Regions from separate parts of the Macaca mulatta genome. Here region 2 is linked to region 1. The links are chromatin contacts, called in public Hi-C maps. All regions are on one chromosome and are shown on one strand. Each heading gives the region's core, a stretch centred on a gene start, on an enhancer-like site or on the middle of the called end of the contact. The rest is flanking DNA. Distances are from core to core; before and after follow the strand shown. Region 1 holds the start of PDCD6 (programmed cell death 6). Region 2 holds the start of EXOC3 (exocyst complex component 3).

Region 1 (7,738 bases), core at 1,690-4,189:
TTCATAGTAATTAACTTCCCTTTCAAGAGTCAGCCCTGCTGCTACTGAGATGAAAAAGCACAAAAGGATCTGGGCTTGAATCTCCTCTTACTGCATGCTTGGCTTTAGGCAAGTTACCTTCTCAGAACTATAATTTTCTCTTCAGTAAAATGTGGATGTGGTGCCTTGGCATGGTGAGGATTAAACAAAGTCACATATTTAAATGTTAGAGTGGATTCTAGCTGGTTGCATTCATTAAGTGTGTCCTCTCTTGAATGAAGGCATTTTCTGCCCCTAGAACTAAGGGAAAGCATCAGGGAACACTCCTGGGTGCCATGGGTGATGATGGCTGTGGTACTCCAGGTTGGAGACTCGGCCAACAGTCAGTACAGCCCAACTCACTGTTGGGATATGGAGGCTGAGGCCTGCTGCGGTCACTGAGATGCTCCCCACTTTTTAAAAATTGAAAATAGCCCAAGCTAGTCTTAAAGTTCTGGCCTCACACGATCCTCCCACCTAAGCCTCCCAAAGTGCTGGGATTATAGACGTGAGCCACTGCGTCCAGCGCTGAGCTGTTTCTTGCTGAGGTTTCCCTGTAAGAGGAACTTCCAGATTGGGTCACAAAATCATAGTTGTTAGTATTTTCAGAGTTCTGGAGAACAAAACAGGAGCCAGTGATGGGAAGGAGAATAAAGATGGACTTCAGAAACTACAGATCAAAGAACTGTGGAAGTTTCTAGAAAGGATTCTTCAACAAGTGATATGAATACTTTGTCAATGAAAAGACTGAAACTCTGTGAATACTTGCAGAGATTTATTCTGAGCCAAATAGAGTGGCCACGCCCATGACACAGCCCTCAGGAGGTGGTTGGGGTGCAACTTGGTTTTACGCATTTTAGAAGGTCATGAGACATCAATCAAATCTATTTAAGATATACCTTGGTTCAGCCCAGAAAGGCAGGACGACTTGAAGTAGGGGCTTCTGGGTTATAGGTAGATTTAAAAATGTTCTGATTGGCAATTAGTTGAGAGTTATTACCAACAGAAAGGAATGTCTGGGTTATAAGAGGTTGTGGAGACCAAAGTTTTATCAGCAGATGAAGCCTTGGGGTAGCAGGCGTCCCCTGAATTCCAAAAGGGGGGAGGGCATAGTCAGCCATGTCCCACCCCCGCTTCATGGTTTTCAGGTTAATTTGGAGTGCCCTGGCTCAGAGAAGGGGTCCATTCAGATGGGTGGGGCCTTAGAATTTTATGTTTGGTTTACAACTTTATGAAGAGAACACTAGAAACCACTTGAATTTACTACATCATGAAAAAAAAAATCCACATTGTAGAAGAGGTTTGTAGATTAACACATTAAGTGAATGCCAAAGCCACAAAATACCTAAATTTCTTTGAGGAATTTGAAAACTCTCAGGTATATGCCTTGTGGACAAGAGAGACAGAAAAATGGGACAGAGGATGAGATAGTTTGGAGAATGGATAGCTGATCAGATCTATAGCTGTGCCTAGAGTGCTGAATAATGGATTTGCGTCCACAGGGAAGAAAGTCTCAGGTGCCACTGATAAAAGACCACGTCGTTGGCTCTGGGTCCATTCAACATCTTGGCAGGCAAATTAGTGAAAATTCAGAGACAACACTTGGAGCTACAAGGATGAAAAGAGCATTAGTGGAATGAGGCACTGAAGAACCTGAAAAGCTGGAAAAACCCCACGAAATAATGAGAATAATTGTAGTATCCTGAACCAGGGCACAGGACATAGGACACAGGACACAGGACTGGGGTGGAAGGCGGCAAAGATCCAGGGATCATAGTGGCCCAAAGCTGGGCACTTCCCAATTCCGGGGATTGGTGCTACAGGCACTCCAGGCTCCACCGCAGAACCGTGTCCAGCACGGAGGCAGTGCTGTCTCGGGGGAGACAGGGCTGCACCACCACCAAGGGGCGGGAAGGGACCGGGCAGGGAGGCGCCCAGTGTTGCCAGCTGCACGGCGTCGGGGGCGGCGCTGAGGCAGAGCGCGGGGGCGCAGGTTAAACCTAAAGGAGTTTCGCTCTTGTTGCCCAGGCCTGGAGTGCAACGGCCTGATCTCCGCTCACTGCAACCTCCGCCTCCCGGCTTCAAGCAGTTCTCCTGCCTCAGCCTCCCGAATAGCTGGGAATAGGCGTGCGCCACCACCCCCGGCTAATTTTGTATATTTAGTAGATACGGGGTTTCTCCATATTGGTCAGGCTGGTCTCGAACTCCCGACTTCAGGTGATCCACCGGCCTCGACCTCCCAAAGTCCTGGGATTACAGGCGTCAGACACTGCGCACGGCCTGCTTTTTTTTTTTTTTTTTTTTTTTTTGGCAGAGTCTGGCTGTCCACCGGGCTGGAGTGCAGTGATCTCGGCTCCCTGCGGCCTCGACTTCCCGGGCTCAGGCGATCCTCCCGCCTCTGCCCATGGAGTAGATGGGACCACAGGGGCCCGCCACCACGCCCGACTATTTTCTGCAATTTTTGTAGGGATGGAGTCTGGCCACGCTGCCCAGGCTGGTCCGAACTGGTGGGCTCAGGAGCTCCGCCCGCCTCCGCCTCCCAAAGCGCAGGGATCACAGGCGTGAGCTACCGCGCCCCGCCCAGAGTTTCCGACTGTTAGCCTGAATCACATTCACGTCAAAACTTCTTTTTATACATGAACTGAAAGGCTAACTAACTCCCTACTCCATCACTTCCCGTCCCGGGTCGCAGAGCCGGACATTTTCTCCAAGCGCCTTCCCAGCACCGGTAGCCGGCTGCCTGCTCCAGAGCTCTGGCTTTCTCCAGACGCCCCGGACCGCACAGGCCCCGCAGGCGCCAGGGCGTTGCTTGGTAACTGAGCTGCGAGGGGATTGGCCGCGCGGGACCCCGTGACCATCCCGGAGACTACGCATTTCCTGCGCCCCCGGAAGTGGAGGTAACGCCAGGCCCTGCCCCCGGCAGAGCCGGAAGCGGAGTCGCCCTGAGAGGTCTCACGTCTCAGTAGACGCCTCAGCCCAGCCGCGCGCCTTGGCCCATGGCCGCCTACTCCTACCGCCCCGGCCCCGGGGCCGGCCCAGGGCCTGCTGCGGGCGCGGCGCTGCCGGACCAGAGCTTTCTGTGGAACGTCTTCCAGAGGTGCGGCCTGGCACCGTCCCAGCACCTCCCGCCTCCGCTGCGGCCGCCCCCGACTCCTGCCCCCACCGCCGCGGACCCGGTTCACTGCCGGTTCCCCCGCGGCCTCCTCTGTCCCCTGTCGGGTCCTCCGCGGCCTCCCCGGTCCCCTGCCCCGACCGCCGCGGCCTCCCCCGTCCCCTGCCCCGACCCCTGCGGCCGCACCCGTCCCCTGCCGGGTCCCCTGCGGTCTCCCCGGTCCCCTGTGGGTCCCCTGCGGCCGTCCCCGTCCCCTGTGGGTCTCCCGCGGCCGCCCCCGCCTCCTGCCCGGTCCCTGCCCTGTGCGTTGGGCCCTTCCAGAGGTGCAGAGTAGCCGCTGCAGACCCGAGGTCGCGGCCACCGGCTCCCGGGCTAGGCCCTTTTTCTCGCCTCAGGAGCCGCCGGGCGGAGGGTCTCCAGGGGTGCTTGTTCGGGGAAAGCAGAGACAGAATGTCTGGGCGCTGTTAAGTGTCAGCAGCCGAGGAAGCAGCAGCGACCTGGCGTCTGCTCGGGGCAGGTGACCTTTCCGGCGTCGCCTTCTGTCCCGGTCGCTTTTCCACGGAATGAATGACCGAAACTGCAGTGACTCATGGCCAGGGAATGCCTTAGTTATCTGAGGGAATCTTGTTTGTGAAAAAGGGAAACTGGTGCAAATGTGAATTCAGACAGGCCAGGAGAGGAAGGAAGGGAAAGATTGAGAGAGAAAGATGATTGGCCTCTTAGGGGAAGACCCCGCTTGGACGTGGGCTCCTGCGGCACTTCCTTGATTCCCGTGTCCTCCTCAGCGGGATGGGGGAGGCGGAGGTTCCAGGAGGCTCCGAGCCTTCCAGAGTCAGTGCAGGGTTGACAGGAGACGTTTGTTTTGCTTTTCCTGAACTTTGGATCGCCAGCTTACTTGGTCTTCTTGATGTTGTAGGGTTGATAAAGACAGGAGTGGAGTGATATCGGACACCGAGCTTCAGCAAGCTCTCTCCAACGGTGAGTGGGCCCGTGGGACCTGGGTCGGGACCCAGAAGCCGCTGAGTGGGCCCGTGGGACCTGGGTCCGGACCCAGAAGCCGCTGAGTGGGCCCGTGGGACCTGGGTCCGGACCCAGAAGCCGCTGAGTGGGCCCGTGGGACCTGGGTCCGGACCCAGAAGCCTGCTCTGCTCGCAGTGGATAACTTTCTTTCTGAAGTTCATTTTCCAAGGACAAAGGGATCATTAGGACAAACTATTATTACTGCTTCATGGTGGAGATGCTTCTGGTTTCTGTTGTGGCTGCCGCTGTTATTTGGAGTGCCTCACCAAGCCGGCTGACAACTGCGTGCATGAGCACAGGGAAAGGCTTCTTGTGAAATGAAAACTAGGTTGTAGGTTTAGGAGGGGAATAGGAAGCTTAGCTCTGTACAGCCGGAAGCCTTTTGGTAAGTTGGAGGTCCTTGAATTTCCTCGGTGACTGCATCTTGGTGACTTCTCTGAATAGACCTTCGAGGGCCTTGGGGGGTGGTGGTTGGAGGGCTTGGGGAGCTCAGGCAGCACTTGTGTGGGGAAGTGGCTGTTACAGGAGCCGCAAACACGGGGACTGCATTCCTGGGGAAAGGATTGGGGGTGTTGGAGGCGCTGGCAGGGGAATTATGGGGAGGTGTTCTTATCAGTGTGCGAATACTGGACGTTCAGGCGGCGGGAAATCCGGGTCCTTGGGTGTTGTGAGCTCCCTGCAGTTAGTTCTTGCCAGTTTCAGCTCAATTGATCCCCGTCCCCTGCGGTATCATTGGACACATTTTACTTCATTGAACACCTGACTGCAGCTTTTTCTGTAATCCCTCAGGGGCAGTCATCTTTTCCGATTCTGTGTATAGTTTCCCTTTCCAGATCCGTGCCATTTAAGCTAGAAAAGGGGTCGGTTTTGAGATGTTGTGAAAATGTTAAAAGGCTCCTCGTTATTAGTGGGAAGTACCTGATGTTGCCAGAGACTGGACTGGGGCGCGGGGAGCACTACGGCTGCTGGACACTGCCTCACTGCGCTGTGCCTGGGGGGATGCTTCATTCAGCCTTACTGCCTAATGATTTGTGAGGATTTGTGTTTTCACAGTAACATGTTTACCTTATATTCTGACATCAGTTCCTGATACGTGACGTGTGGGCCACAGATGCTGGTGTATTATTTCACATGCATTTATATAGATTGTTTTCAGGGAATTCAGAAATTCTATTATCGGCACTAGTGATTGTGCTTTCTTGATTTTTCTCTTTTCATTATTCTTAAATCCTCCTTTTTTAAATTTGCATCTCGGTTCCTTTATACTTGGGAAGTGCAAGACATGGCTACTGGAAAAAGATGTCAAGAGAACCTGGAATCCAGTAGGCTACAATTTGGCAAATCTTAGCTTAAAACGTCCTCAATGTTGACCACAGTGGGTGCAGATGGCTCTGTGCATCATCTGTGAAATGTCATCAGATGACCACCCAGGTTCAAGTGGTTTGTCACCAGGGTGGTACGAGCCACACAGAGTGCCCTCCCCAGAGGCCATGTCGCGGAGACATTTATTTTGAGTGGTTTTCCAGTGAGTGATGCAAGATTTATGATCCATTTTAACAGCCTGCTTTTTATGCGTTTGCTCAGGTTTTTAGATTTTAGGTTTCGTTTTAGGTTTTCTGTTAAACTTGCTCACCTAGGAGTGGTGGTCAAATACTGGACCTCATTAGCGTGAAAGCCTGCCCACCTTGGCAGGCTCCACTGGAGTGCTTTGGGGCCTGCCTGGATTCCAGTCCTGGCTCTACCAGTTTTGTGTCCTCGCCGTTACTGGGAGGGAATATTGAGGAAATGCATGCGAGGTGCTTCCCGTGATCCTGGCACGGAGCAAGTGCTCAGTGACTGTCAGCTGCGATTATTAGTAGTGGCTAATACACGACCACTGTTCTTGGCCAACAAGCCCGCTCAGAGCTTTAATGGTTTTCCGTCACCTAATGATGGTGATGATGATTTCCACTTACTGAACACTCACACGTTGGGCTAGGCACTTAAATCCAGGGTCAGCATTATTGTTTGGGGGTTGGGGGCAGACACCTCCTGCTCTGACTTGTGTGTTTGGGTTCCCGTATTTTCACCAGAGGGTGTTAGTCCTGCCCCACTTCAGCTGGTCCTCAAAGCATCTATAGCTCTTTAATCATCAGCAAGTATCTGTCAGAACATAATGTTGGTTTCAGCTGCTACTAAATATCTACCAGGAGCCTGCTTGAGAGAGAGAATTGCCTGACAGTTGCTGAGTCCCCCATTCCTGAGATACTTTGAAATCAGTGTCTGGCTTAACCCAAGCTGTGCATCGGGACCTCTCACTGTGTTCCCAATGGAGTCACTTTTCTTAGGCACCCCCCTTTACCTTGGGTTCTGAGCTTCCTCTGCCTTTCATCTCTGTAGGATGAAGCCCACTTGCCCTTCAGGATGCAAAGCCCTCTTCTCTAAAGTGCCTGCCGGGCCAGGTGCAGTGGCTCACGCCTGACCTCCCAACACTTTGGGAGGCCGAGGCAGGGGGATCGCTTGAGCACAGGAGTTTGAGACCAGCCTGGGCAACATTGTGAGGCCCTGTTCCTTGAATTGCCCTGGGAGATTTCCTCAGCTTGTGCTGGGGGCATGTGGCCCCATGAAGCCCGTAGTCACTGTCCACCCCGAGGGACGCTGGCTTTGGGGCTCACACGCCTGCTGCGGGGCAGCCCCAGGAGATGGCCACCCTGTTCCTCCCTGGAGCTGGAGGTGCAATGTGTGCTCAGCAGCTGTGGTGGCTGTTCTGTTCTGTTTGCGTCTTATAAACCATTTACCTGATTACATTTTCCTCTTCAATTTAGCTGCTAGAAAATTTAAAGTCCGGTTGGTGGCTCGCCAGTAATGAGAGTTTACAGTAGAGGTAAACTTTATGACAGTCTTAGACCTCTTCACTTTCTCCTCAGCCAACGTGGTTAACATTTACTTTATTTTGCTGTACTGTGTCTTTGTGTTTCCTGAGTTCCTTCTGGAATAAGGCGGGTCATTAGTGAGCACAGGTTTCTGGTCGTCTCACAGCCTCAGGCAGTGGGCGGTGCTGTCCGTGCTCCCTTTCCGGTTGCCTGTGGTAGCTCTCAAGTTGCAGGGCTGCGATTTGAAGCCTGATGTAGTGCACCGTGTTTCTGTCGTGTTCTGTGGTGGTTTGCTCCTCACGTGTGAGCATTCACCCTGTGGCCCTGTGTTTTTCCACCACACCTCTGCCTGGTGGCATCCTACTGGATGTCTCAGCCGAGCCACTCTGTTCTGGATGCCCTTGTCCCCAACCCCTTTGCTCTGGGCTCTGAGCTTCTTCTGCTTCCATCTCTGTAGGATGAAGCCCCACCCGCCCTTCAGGATGCCAGCCTTGGCAACATCGTGAGACCCTGTTTCTACAAAAAGTCAACAAAATGAGCCAAGTGTGGTGGTGCACGCCTGTAGTCCCAGCTACTTGGGAGGCTGAGATGGGAAGATCACTTGAGCCTGGGAGGTTGAGGCTGCATTGAGCTGAGATCAAGCCACAGCACTCCAGCCTGGGAGACAGAGCGAAACCCTGTCTCAAAAAAACAAAGAAAGTGGATGCGTGCTGCTCCTGCCATTGGGTCATCGCAG
Region 2 (7,738 bases), core at 2,065-4,564, 170 kb after region 1:
AGGGGTGGCCAGGTCTTTGGGGCAGTTTTATGTGGGACGTATGGACAGCTGGAGCTGAACGGCGAGTGGAGGCGGCAGCATGGCCGCAGTGAGGTCCGAGTGACAACAAAGCAGGGCCTGGGTGGAGACGCCCTGGTCATGGCTCAGAGGCTTGAGCAGGGCCCCGTGAGCAGGGTGTGGGGACAAGGTCTCCCTGATGAAGGCCGAGGGAGGCAGCTTATTCTCTGGAGCCAATGGCTCTTGTCCTTTACCTGTTTCTTGTTGCACTTGTTTGCCCTTTTAGATTGATTTGCAAGAGTTGTTTTTATTCTGGATAGCAATCTTTTTGTCAGTTACAGATGTTGACAATGTTTTCCCTCAGTCTGTGGCTTGGCTTTTCACTTAAGGATTTAAAAAATACATCCCACAGGAGTTTAAAATTTTAGTATAGCAACTTTTCTATTTTGTTCTTTATGGAATATGCATTTTGCATCTTAGGAAAATAACTATCTTTGACAGTGGCTTTTGACCAAAAAGCCAGGTTGTCTGATATTCATATCACCACACCAGCTTCTCAGGCCTCGCTGACCCACGTGTGAAAAGCCCAGTTCTAATCGTTGTTTCTTGATGCTTTAGATGTTCTCCTATGAATGTTTCAGTTTCTAATCCACTTACTTGTGTTCTCATTACTGATACATTTGAACACAGGGTCCTCCTCATCTTCTTCCTATAGTCTCTGTGGTGTTGCCTGCATTTTCTCTCTTCCTGTTTCTCTTTCTGTAGTAGCTAACCTTAATGTGGGTATTTAACAAGGTCTAAGCAGGAGTTAAGCACGGTCTCTCTTCTCCCCAGCAGGGCCAGGACTGTGGGCGCTTCAGTGCCCCCCCCCCCATCGCCCCTCAAGCTTGCGCCTGTCAAGGCGGAGGATCTCTCTAGCAATGACCCTGGGTTGGCTTCTGCTGAGGGCTGAGTTTAGGAACAGTCTCCAGGCTGTTGTTGTTTTCCTAGTCCACCCTTTCACTGAGGATGCACCCCCTTGCATATCTGTGCTTCACACAGGAGTCTCTGTCCACCTCCTGCCTGCTGGGAGCCTTAGCTTCATCAGCTGTCCTGCTTCAATGTAAAACCCAACCCCTGGGCCGCAGGACTCGCACCCTACCCACCCAGCGGCCTGCTCTAGGATGGCAAGCATCTCTGCTTCTGACGTCCTCTCCCCTTTCCACATTTGTCCCTGGTCACGTCCTTGCCTGTTCGTGAATCCACTTGTGCAATCAACATGATGCTTGTACTCAGCAGTGCCCCTGGGTGTTGGCACAATGTGGTCTGCCGAAAACAGAAGTCAAGAAACATCTTTTTTTTTTTTTTTTTTTTTTTTTTTGAGAGTCTCCCTCTGTCGCCCAGGCTGGAGTGCAGTGGTGCCATCTCAGCTTACTGCAACCTCTGCCTCCCAGGTTCAAGCCATTCTCCTGCCTTGGCCTCCCAGGAAGCTGGGACTACAGGCATGCACTACCATGCCTGGCTAATTTCTGTGTTTTATTGGTAGAGATGGGATTTCTACCAAAAAGACCACGTTGTCTAGGCTGGACTCAAACCCCTGGGCTCAAGGGATCTGCCCTTCTCAGCCTCCCAAAGTGCTAGGATTACAGGTGGGAGCCACTGTGCCCAGCCAAGAAAGACTTTTTTTTTTTTTTTTTTTTTTTTTGAGATGGAGTATCACACTGTTGCCCAGGCTGGAGTGCAGTGGCACAATCTCGGCTCACTGCAAGCTCTGCCTCCCAGGTTCACGCCATTCTCCTTCCTCAGCCTCCTGAGTAGCTGGGACTATAGGAACCCACCACTATGCCCGGGTAGTTTTTTTCTTGTATTTCTGGTAGAGACGGGGTTTCACCATGTTAGCCAGGATGGTCTGGATCTCCTGACCTCGTGATCCGCCCGCCTCAGCCTCCCAAAGTGCTGGGATTACAGGCGTGAGCCACCGTGCCCCACCAAGAAAGACTTTTAATGTTAAGAAGTTACTAGACAGTCCATCCAAATTCACTACCAGACATTGAATAACAGTATGTCTTTAGTTCATAATACTCAATGTTACTATATTTTGAAGAGTCCTAAAAGCTTTGGTAATTTTGGCCATTTTTTTTCCTTCATTAGTTTCAAAATTAGTCATAATTTCTAACATAATTTTAACTTTTTTTAAAAAAATTTTTTCATTGCTCAACTTGTTGCTAGATTTTCAGAAATTACAAGGAAAAACGGAAATAACAGAGCCGGGGTGTTAGCATCAGCAGGGCACGGGGCAGGGCTCCTTGTGGGAGTGGCAGCGGGGGCTCCCACAGCTCCATCTCCATTCTGTGCGACCCCGCCCTATGCTGCTGCCACTTTCCTTGTCTCTGCTGGCTTCTCTGCCACCTTCCAGACCCTTCCTTTTGTGTGGCCGATTTTCGGGAGGGGCCAGGGGCACAACCTAGCAGCTGCAACCTATGAAGGACTTTCTTGTTAGTTGGTGCATCCTTTATCAAACAGACAAACCCCGAATGCTGGTGGTTTAGCACGTGCTTTTTCCTCCTGGTGAAGCCAAACGCTGGCCGTGGGCCTCTTTTCCAAGCAGCGACTCAGGACCGGCCCTCTGCAGCAGCGGCCCAGTGACACACATTCATTCTCCAAGACCCGCGCCGCTGGGCCTCTGAGGGGCCCCAGAAACATCCCGTGGCCACCCATCCCAGGGCACTGTTCCCACGTGGGTGCCGATGACTGTGCTCCTGCAGGGGCTGAGTTCGTGTTTGGGTCCAAGGGGTACCCAAAGCCGCTAGTCTGCTGGTGGCAGGCAGACAGACGCTTGATTCCCAACTTTCCCCGCTTTCGTTTCCTCGTTTACTGAATGCTCGGCGCCCACCTCAGTCCGCGGCAAAGGTGGGACGCCCCTGCCACACTGCAGTGCGGACGGCAAGGCCAACATAAAGACATGAGGCGTCAGCAGAGGACGGAGCCACAGCGGCTCTGTGGCTGTCTTCTCTCCGGAGGTCGGGAAGGGAACGGAGAGAAAACGCAGGCAGCCACGCTGGGCGGAGGCTTCCAAGACTGCGCCGGCCCTGGGGAAGGGCGCACGCGGGGGTCGCCGGAGGCAGCGAGAGGGCCTGAGTTGGGGGGGCTGGGACGGGCAAGGAGACCCCCACCCCGGCAGTTACCATGTCCTGCTGGGGAGCGGCCACGGGGCAGGTCTCCGAGCTGAAGTCGCTCGGCCAAGAGACGGGCACCCGCCCCGCCCGGAGGGCCGGACCCATGCTTCCGGCGCCGTTGCCGGAAGCGGAAGTACCCGTTCGCTGTCCACTTCCGGGACTCCGGAGGCGGTGGCTGAGGCTGCGGCGTAGGCTTAGAGGGTGAGTCGGCGGCAGGTCCGGACGGCCCGCGGGTCCCTGGGCGGTGGTCGCCGTGTTTCATCCTTGCTCTCCCTGTCTCTGGCTTCCGCGGGGGCGCGTAGGGGGAGGCCGGACCGGGACCTGGAGGGTAGGGAGGCCGTTCCGGGTCCCGTGGAGTATCCCGCTCGTGCGAGTGTCCTCGGCGCAGGTGTTCCCTCGGCGCAGGTGTCCTACCCGGCACATGTGTCCCCCCAGGCACAAGTGTCCTTCCTGGTGCAGGTTTCTCCTTGACGGTGTCTCCCCCGCACCAGGCGCAGGTGTCCTTCCTGGCGCAGGTGTCCCCCCTTCGGAGCAGGTGTCCCTCCTTGGGGCAGGTGTCCCTCCAGGCACAAGTGTCCTTCCTGGCGCAGGTGTCCTCCAAGGTGCAGGTGTCCCCTCAGGCACAGGTGTCCCCCCAGGCACAAGTATCCTTCCTGGTACAGGTGTCCCCTTGACGGTATCCGCCCCCCCAGGCGCAGTTGTCCTTCCTGGCGCAGGTGTCCCCTCTCGGACCAGGTGTCCCTCCTCGGAGCAGTGTCCCTCCGGGCACAAATGTCTTTCCTGGTGCAGGTGTCCTCCAAGGTGCACGTGTCCCTCCAGCGGAGGTGTCCCCTCCGTGAGGTGCCCCCCAGCACAGGTGTTCCCCTCGACGCAGGCATCCCCCCGGTGACGTGTCCCTCCCGGCGGAGGTGCCCGCCCGGCAGAGGTGTCTCCCTGGTGCAGGTGTCCCCCTGCCGCAGGTGTCCCCCTGGGTGCTGATGTTCCCCTCAGTAGGGTGTCCCCCCCGCTCGGTGGAGAGACTCACAGCAGAGCCAGCGCCAGGGAAAGGCAGTCAGAAAGACCCTGGTAGGGGTTGAACCTGGGTTTCTATTTGTGGCTTCTGAGTTCCTCTTTGGCTTCTTGACCCAAAATCTTTAGTCTTCAGGCTGGGATGAAAACCTCTGCGTTGTGTTTTTTAACTTAAGGTTTTCCCTTTTCCCACATTAGTAGCTTTGTTCTGACTCCAAGGTGAGCCTGCTTCTGCTTCCCAGCTCTTCACTCACATCGCCTTGGCTTCCACCCACAGCATGACAGACTTCACTCCAGCCTGGAGATGGGTCCAGTCACCTCACTGTGTGCACCAGCAGAGTGCTGGGTGTCCACTTCTTGGGTTGTTATCCAGCCCTATAATCAAAACCATGCAGACTTTAATGTCAATGGAAATGCTGATGATAATATCCAAACAAAATAAGAAAACAAAAGTGTGCACCTGCGAAGTCATAGAAGCAATGGAACGTTAGCTTTAAAAGAAACTCAAAGGGAAAAAACTGGAAGGAAACAAGCCCTGTTGGAGGGAGTTGCCCAAGTGTCAGGATTTAAGGGGAGTTGCCTGAGTGTTGGGATTTAAGGGGAGTTGCCTGAGTGTCGGGATTTAAGGGGAGTCGCCCTGAGTGTCGGGATTTAAGGGGAGTTGCCCGAGTGTCGGGATTTAAGGGGAGTTGCCCGAGTGTCGGGATTTAAGGGGAGTTGCCCTTGAGTATTGGGATTTAAGGGGAGTCGCCCTTGAGTGTCGGGATTTAAGGGGAGTCGCCCTTGAGTGTTGGGATTTAAGGGGAGTTGCCTGAGTGTCGGGATTGAAGGGGAGTTGCCCTTGAGTGTCGGGATTTAAGGAGAGTTGCCTGAGTGTGGGGATTTAAGGGGAGTTGCCCCTGGGTGTTGGGACTTTGTATTTTTGTCCTGTCCAGATTTTGTACATTGTATGCCTAATTTCGTAATCAGAAAATAAAGAGAAAGGAAAGGTTGCAATGTAGGTCCAGATGAAAAAGGAGAAGAGAGGGGTCTGAAAGCATGTGGGCACGGAGAATGAAAAATTCCAGGAGAAGGCGAATCTTGTTAATATTCATGAAGATGAAAATCGAACAGCTGAAATCAAGGGGAACAGGTGTATCAGATTCCCGCATTGACCAGATGCTCACCAAGCAGCTGTCTTAGCTCCCCGAGGAGGACGATGGTGGAGGGAGCATGGAAGGCAGGCTTGCCTGCCATCTGAGCACCTGTGGTCTGCATCGGACCTGCATAAAGGAGGGAAGCGCAATGTTTTCTATGGCAGTTAAAAAAGGGGGAAATGGGGTTTTGGATACCCAAGACAGTAATGAGTTTTTTTGTTGCTGTTTGTTTGTTTTTTTTGTTTTTTGAGACAGAGTCTTGCTTTGTTGCCCAGGCTGGAGTGCAGTGACGCAATCTCAGCTCACTGCAAGCTCCACCTCCTGGGTTCATACCATTCTCCTGCCTCAGCCTCTTGAGTAGCTGGGACTACAGGCAGGCGCCACCATGCCCGGCTAATTTTTTTTTGTATTTTTAGTAGATACAAGGTTTCGCTGTGTTAGCCAGGATGGTCTCAATCTCCTGACCTGGTGATCTACCCACGTCAGCCTCCCAAAGTGCTGGGATTACAGGCGTGAGCCACCGGGCCCGGCTGACAATAGTAACTTTTATAGGGAATTGTGGGGCTTGTGCTGGGCCTCCAGCTGTGGTACCTATTTGGGGGAGATGTCTGTGCTGCATTTGTCTTCACTGAGGGTCCTGGTACAGCTGCCCACAGGCCTGGCCAAGGTGCTGGGGGAAGGCTCCCGAAATGAGAAACCAGCCCTATCTTGGGGAGAGATGTGCCTTGGAGACTGACATCTACATGGTGGGTGGTTTGGGACCCACATCTAGAATCTTCCAAATGTCCATGTCTCTCATGCCTATGAAACGCACCTGCTCTCCCCTTAAAGGTTTAACTTCCCCAGGTTTGTGTTACGAAGGTTTGTTTATCTTATCAAGGAGTTCCTCATCCTAGTTCAGCTTTCTTTGAGGTTTCCTGGATTAATGATCTCAGACGCTCTCCTTGTAGCTCCATTGTGATCATCTGATTGTTTGGGGGGAGGTTTTATACCTACCATTTCTAACAACCTAACAACCCCTGCAGTTCACACAGAATACCTCTAGCATGAACACTGTGAGGATTCCACCTGCTTTTTGACCATGAAGGAGACAGACCGGGAGGCCGTTGCGACAGCAGTGCAAAGGGTGGCTGGGATGCTCCAACGCCCGGACCAGCTGGACAAGGTGGAGCAGTATCGCAGGAGAGAAGCACGGAAGAAGGCCTCCGTGGAGGCTAGATTGAAGGTGAGGCCACCTGCTCCACTCCCAGGCAGCACAGAGCCATCTGTCTTGGGCTTCAGGTTCCTGCTTGACATCACCATGCTGATTTTGCTAAACTAGCCTTTGTGGTGATGTGCAAGGAGGCAGAGCTGGACTTTCTTGAGCAGTTAGTTACTTTCAGCAGTGCATTACCAATCAGTAGCTTTGCTTAGAAGACAGTGGGAATGGTGAAAACAGCAAAGGAACAACCTTTTAAACACCCTGAGGCCGGGCACGGTGGCTCATGCCTGTAATACCAGCACTTTGGGAGGCCGAGGTGGGCGGATCACCTGAGGTCAGGAGTTCAAGACCAGCCTGGTCAACATGGTGAAACCCTGTCTCTACGAAAATACAAAAATTAGCCAGGCATGATGGCGGGTGCCTATAATCCCAGCTACTTGGGAGGCTGAGGCAGGAGAATCGCTTGAACCCAGGAGGCACAGGTTGTGGTGAGCCGAGATTGTGTCATTGCACTCCAGCCTGGGCAACAGAGTGAGACTCCGTCTCAAAAAAAAAAAAAAAAAAAAACCAACCCAGAAACAACAACAAAAACAACACCGTGAAAGTGACTATTAAGTTTTTTGTTTTTTTTTTTTGAGACAGAGTCTCGCTCTATCGCCCAGGCTGGAGTGCAGTGGCCGGATCGCAGCTCACTGTAAGACTATTAAGTTTTTAAACAACACCAGAGGAATGAGAATTAGTCTTATTTAAAGCTCTTCTACAGAGCACCACTGGAGGGCATTTTGTTCAGATTGTTTTAACTCACCTTTAACACAGAGTGGATCTGAAGCTCGGGTGCCGATTCTTTCCTGTGGGTCAGCTGTCCTGAGGCCAAGTATGGTCCTGGCTGAACAGCAGGAACCCCCCACCCCAAGCCAGTGAAGTCCTGACCGTTCTCTCTGCCTAGATGAGACCTCTTGGGAAACTAGGGTGCCTGGGGAGAACATGGGTGACATCCTTCTGAGGGTACCATAGCAGGCCACGGCGCAGGGCAGACCCGTGGTGGTGTCCGGTGTCACCAGGTGTGAGGCTAGATGAGGAGTGTCCTGACGTTTTCTCATCAAAGCTTTAAAATGCATCATTTTTCTGTTCCCAGGCAGCAGTGAAACAAAAAGTTACATTGTGAATCAATTAAATCCTTGTTAATTTTATTCTCTTTTCTGGGTATTGACTATTTCCTGCTACTCAGTGGCTCTTTCCTG

Evidence for each region. Hi-C and Micro-C count contacts between places; a contact is called where the count stands out from the background.
Region 2: a contact with region 1 is called in a Hi-C map of cortical neurons, with 4 times the contacts expected there. The contact joins the promoter of EXOC3 here to the promoter of PDCD6 in region 1. A contact is called at or near these places in 2 of 14 Hi-C or Micro-C datasets (cortical neurons and fetal cortex germinal zone).

What each region holds. Positions count from the first base shown.
Region 1 is chr6:1,371,446-1,379,183 of T2T-MMU8v2.0, forward strand. PDCD6 (programmed cell death 6) reads left to right here and starts at 2,940. Exons shown (of 6, transcript XM_078004543.1): 1 at 2,940-3,115; 2 at 4,047-4,108. The coding sequence starts at 3,015. It overlaps LOC106998625 (ubiquitin domain-containing protein TINCR-like), which reads left to right and starts at 4,220. Exons shown (of 2, transcript XM_078004545.1): 1 at 4,220-4,435; 2 at 6,537-6,830. The coding sequence starts at 4,359. The coding sequence ends at 6,690.
Region 2 is chr6:1,536,627-1,544,364 of T2T-MMU8v2.0, forward strand. It overlaps EXOC3 (exocyst complex component 3), which reads left to right and starts at 3,315. Exons shown (of 13, transcript NM_001260656.1): 1 at 3,315-3,353; 2 at 6,322-6,521. The coding sequence starts at 6,378. It also overlaps the pseudogene LOC144341360.